Regions from separate parts of the Sus scrofa genome. Here region 1 is linked to region 2. The links are chromatin contacts, called in public HiChIP or PLAC-seq maps. All regions are on one chromosome and are shown on one strand. The core of a region is the stretch at or near the end of the contact, and the rest is flanking DNA. Distances in the headings are between cores, read along the strand shown.

The links. HiChIP or PLAC-seq counts read pairs in DNA pulled down with a chosen protein or histone mark.
Region 1: a contact with region 2 is called in an H3K27ac HiChIP or PLAC-seq map of alveolar macrophages. The contact joins the promoter of LOC102161584 here to the promoter of TSNAXIP1 in region 2. A contact is called at or near these places in 1 of 5 promoter capture datasets (liver), 3 of 47 Hi-C or Micro-C datasets (heart right ventricle, liver and skeletal muscle) and 2 of 2 datasets of contacts at active chromatin or transcription factors (alveolar macrophages and skeletal muscle).

Annotation. Positions count from the first base shown.
Region 1 is chr6:28,193,936-28,199,785 of Sscrofa11.1, forward strand. LOC102161584 (proline-rich protein HaeIII subfamily 1-like) reads right to left here and starts at 2,847. Exons shown (of 3, transcript XM_021094085.1): 1 at 2,472-2,847. It also overlaps a transcript of CTCF not described here.
Region 2 is chr6:28,425,609-28,431,808 of Sscrofa11.1, forward strand. TSNAXIP1 (translin-associated factor X-interacting protein 1) reads left to right here and starts at 2,923. Exons shown (of 16, transcript XM_021094108.1): 1 at 2,923-3,397. The coding sequence starts at 3,351. RANBP10 (ran-binding protein 10) reads right to left here and starts at 2,775. Exons shown (of 14, transcript XM_003355780.5): 1 at 2,505-2,775; 2 at 1,624-1,735. The coding sequence starts at 2,739.

The DNA of each region.
Region 1 (5,850 bases), core at 1,597-4,096, 230 kb before region 2:
AGCATCCTGTTCCTATCGGGTCAGTCTGCCCAGTTTCCTTATACCGTTCCATGGATCTCATCCTGATTTAAGTCAAGCGAGCCCTTCACTCTCCTGTATCACTTCCAATAGCAAATAAAGATGCTCTAGAACCCTTTGGTTTTTTTTTTTTTTTTTTTTTTTTTGGCTTTTTGGCTTTTTGGGGCCACACCTGTGCCACATGGAGGTTCCCAGGCTAGGGGTCCAATCAGACTGTAGCAGTCGGCCTACACCACAGCCACAGCAATGCAGGATCTGAGCCACATCTTCGACCTACACCACAGCCCACAGCAGCGCTGGATCCGAGCCTTGTCTGCAGCCTAAACCACAGCTCACAGCAATGCCCTATCCTTAACCCACTGAGCGAGGCCAGGGATCAAACCCCTAGTTGTTTGTTAATCCCTGAGCCACAAGAGGAACTCCAGCTTATGCAGTTTTAAAACATCTGACTTAGTTGCCAGCACCTGGAGATTTTACACACACACACGCACACGCACAGACACAGACACACACACAAACATCCAGATTTTCTTTAAAAAAACAAAGCAAAAACAAACCCAGATCTGTCAACATTGGGTTAGCATTCTCATAATGGAACAATCAGCTCAATGGAGAAGTGTCCCCTAGATGCTGGGTCCGTTTGTTCCCCGAGATCTAAGGTAAGGAAGTAAAGAATATAGTCCTGAGTTGGATTCCCTTATGGGAACCAAAGCTCTCCTCCCTGAACCATCAGAACATCTTCCAGTCGGTCTTTAGTGAACTTTATTGTCAACTGGCTAGACTCCGCAGGTGCATAGTAAGGGTGGGAGGGCGACCGCATGGTGAGGGGCTGAAGGACTCCGCCCACAGAGAGCGTAATAGTTCTCGGGCAAAGATAAGAAATATACGTTTTAAAACACAGATTTACACCGCGCCAAATACAAAAAGCGCTTTCGGCAAAACACTGCTAGGATCGTGTTAAAGCATAAAGTCTGGCCTTCCGTCGGCCTCTCCGGGATGAAGTGGCCTGGGCACCTAAGAAGCCCTAGCCCTCTTCTGTGATACCCCGTATTAGGAGCCCTCTTGAAGGGCGGAGAGATCCCCAAAGCCACTGGGCAAGGACTGCCCTGCTCGCCGTGACTCGCGGGCGTTGGATCGTTTCTGAGGAGCTGGGAGTGAGAGGGGATCCGCCCGGCCTTAGCGGGTGGCGGGTAGCAGTGCCGCGCTCCTCTCGGAGGGCGGGTCCCGACCGGCTAGGGCGGAGACTGGGGCCGCGCCCCGCCCAAGAGCCGCCTCAGCCCCACAGCCTAGTCCCGCGCGCGCTTCCTCCAAACACCCTCCCTCCCACCCCCGCCCTTACTGATTCAGGGCGGGAGACCGCAGCTAAGGAACCAGGTCAACAGGACCGGGTTCCTGGACCGCCCAGAGGCGACGGCACCTACTCAGGAAGCCCCACCCCGCGGGTGCCCGGACATCGGGTGCCCTCAGAGCCCACGCGGGACGAGTCGAGAGCGCGTGCGGCGTGACGCGACCCGCAGCGCGTCCCGTGACGCCATCGCGCCCGCTTTTGAAAGTTGGCGCCCGGGGCTGCCTCCCATGCTGCCCTGCGCCAACCCCTCCCCTCACCTTTCCTCCCCCGCCCTCCACTAGTCGCCCGGCCGGCCCCCCCCAACCCGTCCCTTCCCTTATCAGCACCCGCGGCCCCGGCAGCGCCGACGCAGGCGCACTGCACCGCGCCGCCGCCATTTTGTGTCCGAGCCTGTGGAGCGATTAAACCGTGCGCGGAGCTGCTTCTTTGGCGGCAGCGGCGGCGGCGGCAGCCCGTGCGGGTGCGCGGAGCTGGCTAGAGACGCCGGGTGGCCGGAGCGGTGGAGCGGCGGCGGAGCGAGCGCTGCGGGGGGTGTGGCGCGGAGGTAAGGGGGCCCCGGGTGGAGGAGGTTTCGCGGGCCGCCTCTAGGTGTCACGATGGGGCCGCTCCGGTCGGCGCTGGCTGCAGCCCGGCGCCAGCGCCGCCGCCGGGGGGTGTTTGTCTCCCTCTACCGTCCCTGCTGCGGCGCGGCCGCCGCCATTGCCCGTCGCCGCCGCGGCCCGGCCGGCTCCCCCCCACCCCCCGCACTCCTCCCGCCCGCTAGGCCTCCCTCTTGACGACGCGCTAGGCCTCTGGCGGCGGCGGCTACAGAGGCCCGCGCGCTGGCGACTCCATTTTCCTTCCTTTGTCTCTGCCCTCGAGGCCGGCTCTTGGCCCGGTGGATCTCCCCGGCCGTGGCCCGCCCTCTGCCCTCCGCCCCTCCCGCGTCGGGTGGCCCCAGCCGAGAGGCGATCTCCGCTCCCCGGCTTCCGCACCGCTTCGCTCTAGAGCCCAGGCCCCCAGTAACCGCGCGTGTAGCCGGGTCTCCGTTTAGTATGGTTGTCGGGCCCTTGCCAGCGCCTCTTGGGCTGCGTATTCTCCAGCCCACCTGGTCCCTGGCACTTACCCGCGCCTTGCGAGTGTCCCCCGCCGCCTGGCTGCTCGGCGGTCGCTCCCAGTCCGCACGTCGCCGCCGCTGGTCTCCGTCTCCACCGAGTGGCGCAGGCGGCGCTGCTGCGGCTGCGAGCAGAGGGACCCCAGAGCTGCCGAGAGCTCCCTCTGCAAGGCTGGCTGAGCTGCTCGCGCCTCGACGCCGCCGGAGCGGGCGGGGGGACGCGCGCTCGCCGCCCCCGCCTGGCCCGGCTGCGCCCCCAAACTAGCTCTTCGCCCTACCCGACTGGCGCGGCCCCCCCATGGTGGGCTGAAAGGGCACGAGTTCGACAACAAGTAGTTTTTCTCGAGGCAGGGTCAGATTCCTCTTGCAGTGATAGCAGCCTGACTGCGCTAAGATCTCAAAGGGATCAAAACTTAATTTCATTCTCAAGTGACGTGACTAATTCGTCAATTCGGGTTTATGGGCTGGCTAAATTGGTTCAGGCTACTCTTGGGTTTTCCTCTTGCTTTAAAATTTAAAACATCCTGACGCTGACTTCGTACAGTTCTTAGTACCTGATGCTTTAGGGCTAGGCGAAGGCAGTTCTGCCCCGGGATTGTGCAACCTGATCTAAAGCGCCAGTAGGGCAGAATGAATTTATTCTTGACTCCACTGGTAATTTGCCCATATGCTGAAATATGAGGGTTGATGTTGTAATTGAATCCTGGGTCAGTAGTTGCAGTTGGTTTATAAATATCTACGCTTAATGTAACTACTCTTTAGTAGCTGACTTCCTTCCTGTAGCCCTGAGTTCAGCAATAAGTAAACATTCACATATGTATAGGCTTCATGCTTTCTTTGAGTTTAGATCGGCTGGGAAAGTTAAAATTTTAAACCCCTTTAGGGGGCAAAAGAGGCTAAACAGGGCATGTGTGTTAAATTCACTCTGTCCTTAAGTCTTCTTGCGTCGTTAAAAAGCTGCTTGTTGAATTATCAGTCTTTTCTTTTTCCTCAGATATTCTGGTACCTTAATACACTGGTGCAGCAGTTGATGTATCAACTTGGGTAGCTTTAGAAAGGGGAAAGTATTGATTAACTTTTGAGGGGGCAGGAAAGCTATATTAAGTTTATGAGGAAATTAAAACAGCCTGGTGCTAATAAGCAAAATTGATTGGTCTACTCTGTGTAATCTCAATCTGTAGAATTTTGCACCAGATGCCTCAACTGGGGAGTCTTTTCAACATTATGTTCCTTCTCCACAATAAAATTGTGCTAAGTAACTAAATGCAATTGGACTGTCATGCTTAGGAATAGAATCATGTTTAATTGACTAATATATTAGGCCATTTGTATAATTTTTGGCATTCTTGTACTTTTCAGTTTTACTTTCTTTTTGAAATTGTGGGTGGCAAGTGGCATGTTTTACTTATTAAAATAAGCTCCGCACAGATTAAAGTCTGCAGTTGAGTTAGGAGGAAATCTTATTTTCCCAAGTTAGCATTGTGCTCCATAGATGATATTTTATTTCTTAATTGATTTGTACCATATATACAGTCACCAGCTTTTTGGTTTTACAGATCATTTCTGTTTTTTTAATGCTGTAGATCTTGTCCACAGAGTTGCTATCCTTTGAGATTTCCTAAATGCCAAGGTCTGTACTTAGTTTTTATTGGAAAACTAAATTTACAGAAAATAAATGGAGGGAGAGTTCCCGTCATGACTCAGTGGTTAACGAATCCGACTAGTAACCATGAGGTTGCAGGTTCAATCCTTGGCCTTGGTCAGTGGGTTAAGGATCCGGTGTTGCTGTGAGCTGTTGCTTGGATCCCAAGTGGCTGTGGCTGTGGCGTAGGCCAACAGCTACAACTCCCATTAGACCCCTAGCTTGGGAACCTCTATATGCCACGGGTGTGGCCCGAAAAAATAAAAAGCAAAGCAAAAAAAAAAAAAAAGAGTAGTTGTAAAAGTTATCTTTAGAGATCCATTCAACCAACTTAAAGTTTAGGAGCTGTAAAAGTTATCCTTAATATGCATTAGGATTTTAATTAGAGTTTTAATATGCATTAGAATTTAGAATTTTGCTTTAAACACCACATGAAAATGAAGGCACCCACCAAGGACTTCTGGGGGCTAGGGGAGTTCCTTGGGCGTGGCAGAAGCAACGGCGTCTAGGGCCCTGAGGAGGACCTGTAGCAGAGCCTTGCAGAGTGGTTGGTGCCTGCTGGCAGAATGCACTTCTAGAGGCTGGTATATTGCTGCAGGGATGTTGCCGGCATAAAATTTACTTCACATTATTTACTTTGTAAGCACTGTTTAGTTTCTTTTAAACCAGAAACCTAGTTGACCATCTGTCTTACCTTATTTACCTATCTTGTTTCAGGTGACTTCGGGCTTTTTTGCCAAAAATTAGGTACCTCTTCAAATAGGTAAAATTTGTCATAATTTAATAGTTTGATTAGGAACATAAAGGTTTACAAGGAATAATGGCAAATAATATATAACTTTGAAGACCATGGTTCACAATTGAATGTGTGGATTCGGCATACCATATGTGTGTGTGTGTGTATATATATATGTTTTCTTTTTGTTTTTTAACATCCCCAGATTTTCTCTAGTTGCTATCTTCAGATCTTACCTGGCAGTACCTTTGTGCATTTTTCCACTTTTGATCTTATTTTTAGTCACCCTTCAGTTTTCAGGGACATTCCTTTTGAGCCATGTTAGTGACAATATATCATCTCCAATACAAAAGTGTTGCTTGGACTAAATTCACTAATTCTCTATGCTATTATAAATTGCCTTTTCAACAGAGAAGATATTTGTTTTTTTCTTTTTTGCTTTTTAGGGCCGCACCTGTGGCATATGGAAGTTTCCAGGCTAGGGGTAGAATCAAAGCTGTGACTGCTGGCCTATGCCACAGTCACAGCAGTGCGGGATCTGAGCTGTGTCTGCAACCTACACCTCAGCTCACAGCAACACTGGATCCTTAACCCACTGAGCGAGTTCAGGGATCAGACCCGAGTCCTCATGGATGCTAGTCGGGTTCATTAACCACTGGGCCACCATGGGAACTCCAAAAAAGACATTTTTTGAGCTTTATCTGATAAAGTATTATATCAGCCTAGTTTTGTGGACTTTAGTTAATTATGACATGGCTTCTCTCTTAGCTGTATCTCATATGCCAAATTATTTAGAAACTCTTGCTCTTTCATTTCATCTGGGAGTTTCTTTCCGCTATCCCCTGCCATGGAGGTAAGTTCCACTGTACCATTGCCTGAAGCTTGATGATTCATTTATTTGTATTTTAGAGAGAAAATTGACCTTAAGATACTTGCAGTATTTCTCTAAAAAAGATATCTCATTGCTGTGCTTCACTGATTTTCTTAAGTCAGTGAAGGCTCTCCCATAGTTA
Region 2 (6,200 bases), core at 1,673-4,172:
CAAGTTTAAGAAACCCCCCTCGGTTTCTTTGGTAGTATAAAACCATAGCACCAACATTTCAGTCTGTATCTTTGCAGTGTTTAAGAGGCCATTCTCATTCACACTAGTTTAAGCACATTAAATATATGCACTCTGGGGAGTTCCTGTCATGGCTCAGTGGAAATGAATCAAAGTAGCATCCATGAGGATGCCAGTTCTCATGGTTCAATGCTAGTCCACTGGTTCGAGCCCTGGCCTTGCTCAATGGGTTAAGGATCTGGAATTGCTGTGAGCTGTGGTGTACGTTGCAGACTCGGCTCAGATCTGGCGTTGCTGTGGCTGTGGTATAGGCTAGCAGCCACAGTTCTGATTCAGACCCTAGCCTGGGAACCTCCATATGCCGCAGGTGCAGCCCTAAAAGGAAAGAAAAATAATGCACTTTCATCAGATGGTGGAAATGGAAAAATACAAGCTTTAAAGCCCTTTAATTATACAAGCTTCCTGCAATAAACAGGAATAAAAGTAAAAGACACAATAGCTTGCCATCCTTACAATTTCAGAATCATAGAATTCTGGAACTGAAGGCAGTTTAGCGCTAGCCTAGCCCCCCACAGTACAGACAAAGAGATCTAAGCCCCATGACCTACCCACAACCACACAACTCTCCCAGGCAGGGATGTTAAGGCTTCACTGAGAAAGCAGGCAAAGCTCCAACTGCAGCAGTCCTGCCCCCAGCATCGCCCCCTGGCTGGGCATTTTGCATGCACCACAAGGGGGACAGTCCCAAGGAGAAAGAAAGTATTCTGAACACTCAGGAACACACATTTGGGGTTGGCATGAAGGTCACTGGTGGGGTTAGCAAACTCCCCACACCAGACCTAAGATCTGATGAGGAAAGCTTTCCCAAGGCAGGTGAAATCATGTTATTTCACAACTTAAACACCTGTTTTACAACAATTACCAGGAAAAAAACAGAGAGACTAGGAAAAAAGGAAGAAAAATGACAAATCTCCCCTGTGATGTCCTGTGTCTGCTTAGATCACCCTAAAATAGGGAGCTTCCCTAATGCTGACTTTAATATGGACCTTCCTAAAGCTGGTCCAACTGGTGTTCAAGTCCCGAGACTGAAAAACAAGTTTATGAGTAGCAAGGTCACCTGATTTTGACCATGTGCATGCTGTTTACCCTAAGATGACAGGCCAGTGGCTGCCGCAGCTTTGATGAATGCTGCAAAGACTTTACTACTCCTTTGAAGTCTAAAGGGGCCTCTACATGACTAATAACCATAAAAAGGAACCTTGAATGCAGCAAGAGTGTGAAAGGAGGGAAGTCACAAACACCCCACAATAATGGGGAAACTCCATTCTGGACACTGAATTGTTAATGTAAACTTGGTTCCCTCACCTATGAGGTACCTCATTTCGTCATCACTAAAGAGAAGCCCCTCCTCTACACCAGGTTCCTAACTGCCATCAAAGGCTGCTGCTTAGACCAGGCCATGCCTACAGCCAGGTAACAGAGGCAGCCACTATTAATCCCCTCTGCAGCCCAGACCCATACAGCTCAGCAGCTCACACAAGTCACAAGGGTCAATCAGGAGACCTCAAACTTTGACCAAAAGGAACAGCTCAGTATTGGGCTTACCCATCTCTTCCTTTGCTGACAATCTTCACCTCAAAGTAATAAATGCCACAGGCAGCAGGTATGGGGTGGGTGGCGCGCACTGAGGCTGCATCTTTGTGATTTTTGCCATGACCTAGTAAGAGAGGACAAAGAAATTTCAGCAAAAGGAAATGCAAATGGAAGACTCATTCTTCTCTGCTCCACAGCAACTTCACCCCTCATAGCCAGAGGAAGCCCTTTCCTGGTCCAAGGTGTAATTAGACAACAACTGAGCAAACACACAAACCTCCCACCTCATCCTCAGAACAGTAGCACTGTCTGAGACACTGTCTCCATACAAACCACAGGAGGCATATGCAAGGTGGGTGACAAGTGAGAGATTCCCTCGTGCTGCTGCCAGACTCTCCAGAATACAAGCAGCCAAGCAGCCCACTTAGGAGACTAAGGGAGGAAGAGGCAGCCCTGGAAGATGGCCCCACAACTTTAGCACAGAACCGTAGGCAGTGTCTGAGATGTCCAGCAGGTAAGCAAGCTCATGCACCTCTGGCTAATAGAGAGGATGAGACCACTAATGTCTACAGAGACGTTTAAAGCTAAGCAGTGGTGAAGGGCCCAGGGAGAGTTCCAACTACCACAGGACAGGCAAGAAGGCCTTGGGTGCAATGTCCAACCCAGCACTGGGTTTGGACACCTGTTGAGGTTCTCCTGACATCCGAAGTCTCACGGCAGAGTAGGCTAAGCAGCCAATCCTCGGTCTGGTCAGCCCACCACCCAAACACCCAACAGGAGCTAAGGCCTAATCCGGAGCTTGGGGAAAGGAAGTGATGAAGCAGGGGCTGGACAGCACAGCCACCCTGCTGACGCTCTGGCCTTTTACCCCCCGCGGCCAAACAGGCCGATACCTTTGTAGTGGACGCGGAGGTTGCCCTGGGAGAGGCCGATATAGTTGTACTTGTCCTTGGGGCTCCAGGAGCGCGGCAGCGGCGTCTCATGCTGGTTGACCGCGGGATACAGGCGCTGCAGGCGCCGGCTCAGTTCCTGCTCCCCCGGAGACGGCAGCCCGCCCCCAGCGCCCCCGCCGGAGGAGTCTCCAACCTGCGGGCTCCCAGCTCCCGGATCCGCCGTCGCCGCCGCCATCTTGGAGGGAGCTGCTATTGTGTCACTGGGGGCGGGGAAGAACAGGACTAGATCCGCCCCGCTCAGCCAATGGCCGGAGAGCAAACCCGGGCCGCAGGGAAATCGAGTCCGAGTTAGGTACCTCTCTTTGCATACTGCCACGCCCTGCCATATTTCGGACTTCATTTCCCAGAATGCAGAGCTCTCCATAGGGAGGCTAGCTCGGGCTGGTAAAGAACTTTGGGAGATGTAGTACAAACCGACTCAGTCATAAGCCTGCTTAGCCAAGCTATTAGGACACCAAAAACTACAGTTCCCGCTGGCAACGCGATTCTGGCCTCTCACTTCGCCTCCCTCACCCATGGCCTCTGTTTATCCTCCTGCCTCAATTCTGGTCGCTAGAGTCATATCTGCTGTAGTGACAGACTCTGAGAAGACCCTATTCCCAAGTCTGACCCCATCTTGGCTACTTGGCCTTCCTCCTAGCCCGCGGGCTCTGGGCTGGGGGCAAGACACAACCTTGACCCCGCCCCCGCCGCTGGGCTGCTGGGAACTGGTCGCCATGGCGACGAGCTGTACACTAGCACGGCTTTCCAGTTCGCGAGTGCTGGCTGCACGGCTGCCCTAGGGTCATGGCCTCCTCCAAACCGCAGTGCCCCAGCTTGGCGACCACGTCGAGGTAAGCGCTGGCAGGGCTGAGGGCGGAGAAGAGGGCTTTACTACTTCCAGAAAAAGAAATAAATGGTACCTGATTCGGACCTCTCTCCGTTGGTCTGGGGCTCCAACCGCACAGGATAGGTGATGAAGAAACAGAATCTCAGATGACTCCTCAGCTCAGGGAGGCCGTTACATTCTTGTAAAAGGGCAGGCATACTTTATCATTAGTAACAGCCATCTTGTTTGTATTGAGCGTGCCAAGTTTTTTTGTTTGTTTGTTTGTTTGTGTTTTTTTATCTTTTTAGGGCCGCACCAGCGGCGTATGGAAATAACCAAGCTAGGGGTCGAATGGGAGCTGCAGCTGCCGGCCTATATCACAGCCACAGCAACACTAGATCCGAGCCACGTCTGGGACCTGCACCTCAGGTCAGGACAACACAAGATCCTTAACCCACTGAACAAGGCCAGGGATGGAACCCGCATCCTCACGTATCTTCTGTCCGGTTCTTAATGCGCTGAGCCACAGCCGGAATTGTGCCATGCTCTTTACATAGCACAATTAACCCTCACAACAACTCTATGAATTAGTAATATCACCATTTTACAAATAGAGAAATAGAAGTCTAGAGAGATCATGAGTTTTACACCTGTTTATAAATGACTGAGCTAGGATTCAAACCCAGCCAGGCATGTGTGATTCCTGAAACTGAGCGCTTAGCCACAAGGTTAACAGCCTCTGCACCCACTGGTTTATGACAAAGAAGCATCACTAAGCAGCCTAGAAACATCCCGAGGCCTCCTGCTAGCTCCTGCCTGTATTCAGGGTGCAGCCTCTGGACACTGAAAATAAGATAACAAGCTCCGTTAGCCAGGAAAGTCACAAAGCATATATTTAAAACAAAAAATTTTGGAGTTCCCATCGTGGCTCAGTGGAAAGAAATCCAACTAGGAACCACGAGGTGGCAGGATCAATCCCTGGCCTTGCTCAGTGGTTAAGGATCCAGCTTTTTGGTGAGCTGTGGTATCGGTCATAGATGTGGCTCGGATCTGGTGTTGCTGTGGCTGTTGTGTAGGCCAGCAGCTATAGCTCCAATTAGACCCCTAGCCTGGGAACCTCCATATGCCGCAAGTGCAGCCCTAAAAAGCAAAAAACAGGGCAAATACCTTTCTAGCTCTAGAGAAGGCCCTTAAGTTCTGGGCCTCTGTTTCCATATCTCAAATATGGGAATGATACAGCCCACCTTACATTTTCAGGAAAATTTAGGCAGCGTGTATGAAGCTCTCATGACAGATCTTGCACATATTAAGCCTTCGGTGTTTAATGAGTGTATTTTCTCACTTCTACTCATTCCTAATGAAAAAACCTGATCGCACCTAAACTCTAATCCCCCAGGGTATGTGCTACCTTGGCAGAGAAAACTTACAAAAGTTAGGAAATTAAATGCCAATTTGATTATTCTATCCAGAGCTAAAATGAATCTACAAAAACCAGACAGTAGGCATGTGAAAAGGTGTTTTTACCCAACACAGGAAAGATTTAGGAAATGCAGTCATATTTGAAAGGGATATGAAATAGACTCAGAAAGGGAATCCCCATGTATTTTTAAAAGGAAGCATAATGTAATTGCTGAGGCTGAATTTGGTAGCCATACAAAACATCATTCCTACCCATATTCTTTTCTTTTTTTGGCCATGCCTGTGGCATTTGGAAGTTCCTGGGCCAGGGATCAAACTCATGCCTTAGCAGCAACCAAAGACACTGCAGTGACAATGCCAGATCCTTAACCCACTACACCACAAGAGAACGCCCATTCCTGCCCATATTCTTAATTGACCAGTATTTAGTGGTGTATAACAGGCCAGGCTCACTGCTTCCCTTAGAGGCATAGCATGGGTGTCCTCCTCCAGCTCTCCCTTAGAGCAGATCCCGGATGAGAGGTAGGCCAGACGTTAGCACTACACATATGCCAGTAGAACCCTCTAAAAGGAATCTTTGAGTTCCTGTCCTGGCTCAGTGGAAATTAATCTGAATAGCATCCGTGAGGACGCAGGTTCCATCCCTGGCCTCACTCAGTGGGTTAAGGATCTGGCATTGCCATGAATTGTGCTGTAGATCGCAGACATGGCTCAGATCTGGCATTGCTGTGGCTGGGGTATAGGCCAGAGGTTACAGCTCCGATTTGACCACTAGACTGGGACTCCATATGTTGCAGGTGCTGCCTTAAAAAGAATAAATAAATAAATAAATATTAGAAATACAGATATCTGTTTCCCGTTCCCCTCTGAAAATTGGTATAAAGTATTAAATATAATATTAAAGAAGCATCCTAAGGCTTTTTTAATTTTTTGTTTTGTCTTTTTGCCTCTTCTAGGGCTGCTCCTGTGGCATATGGAGGTTCCCAGGCTAGAGGTTGAATCGGAGCTGTAGCCTCCAGCCTACGCCAGAGCCACAGCAACACAGGATCCGAGCTGCATCTGCGACCTACACCACAGCTCACAGCAATGCCAGATCCTTAACCCACTGAGCAAGGTCAAGCATCAAACCTGCAACCTCATAGTTCCTAGTTGGATTCATTAACTACTGAGCCACAATGGGAACTCCTTCCTAAGGATTTTTGGGTAAGTGTATAGATTCCACCAGGTGTTTTTAAAATTATTATTTGCAAATCTGTTTTTGAACTCCCAAAACTAACGCATTTGGGAGTTCCCATAGTGGCTCATTGGTTAACAAACCCAACTAGTATCCATGAGGATGGGGTTCGGTCCCTGGCCTCGCTCAGTGGGTTAAGGATCCAGCATTACGATGAGCTGTGGTATAGGTTGCA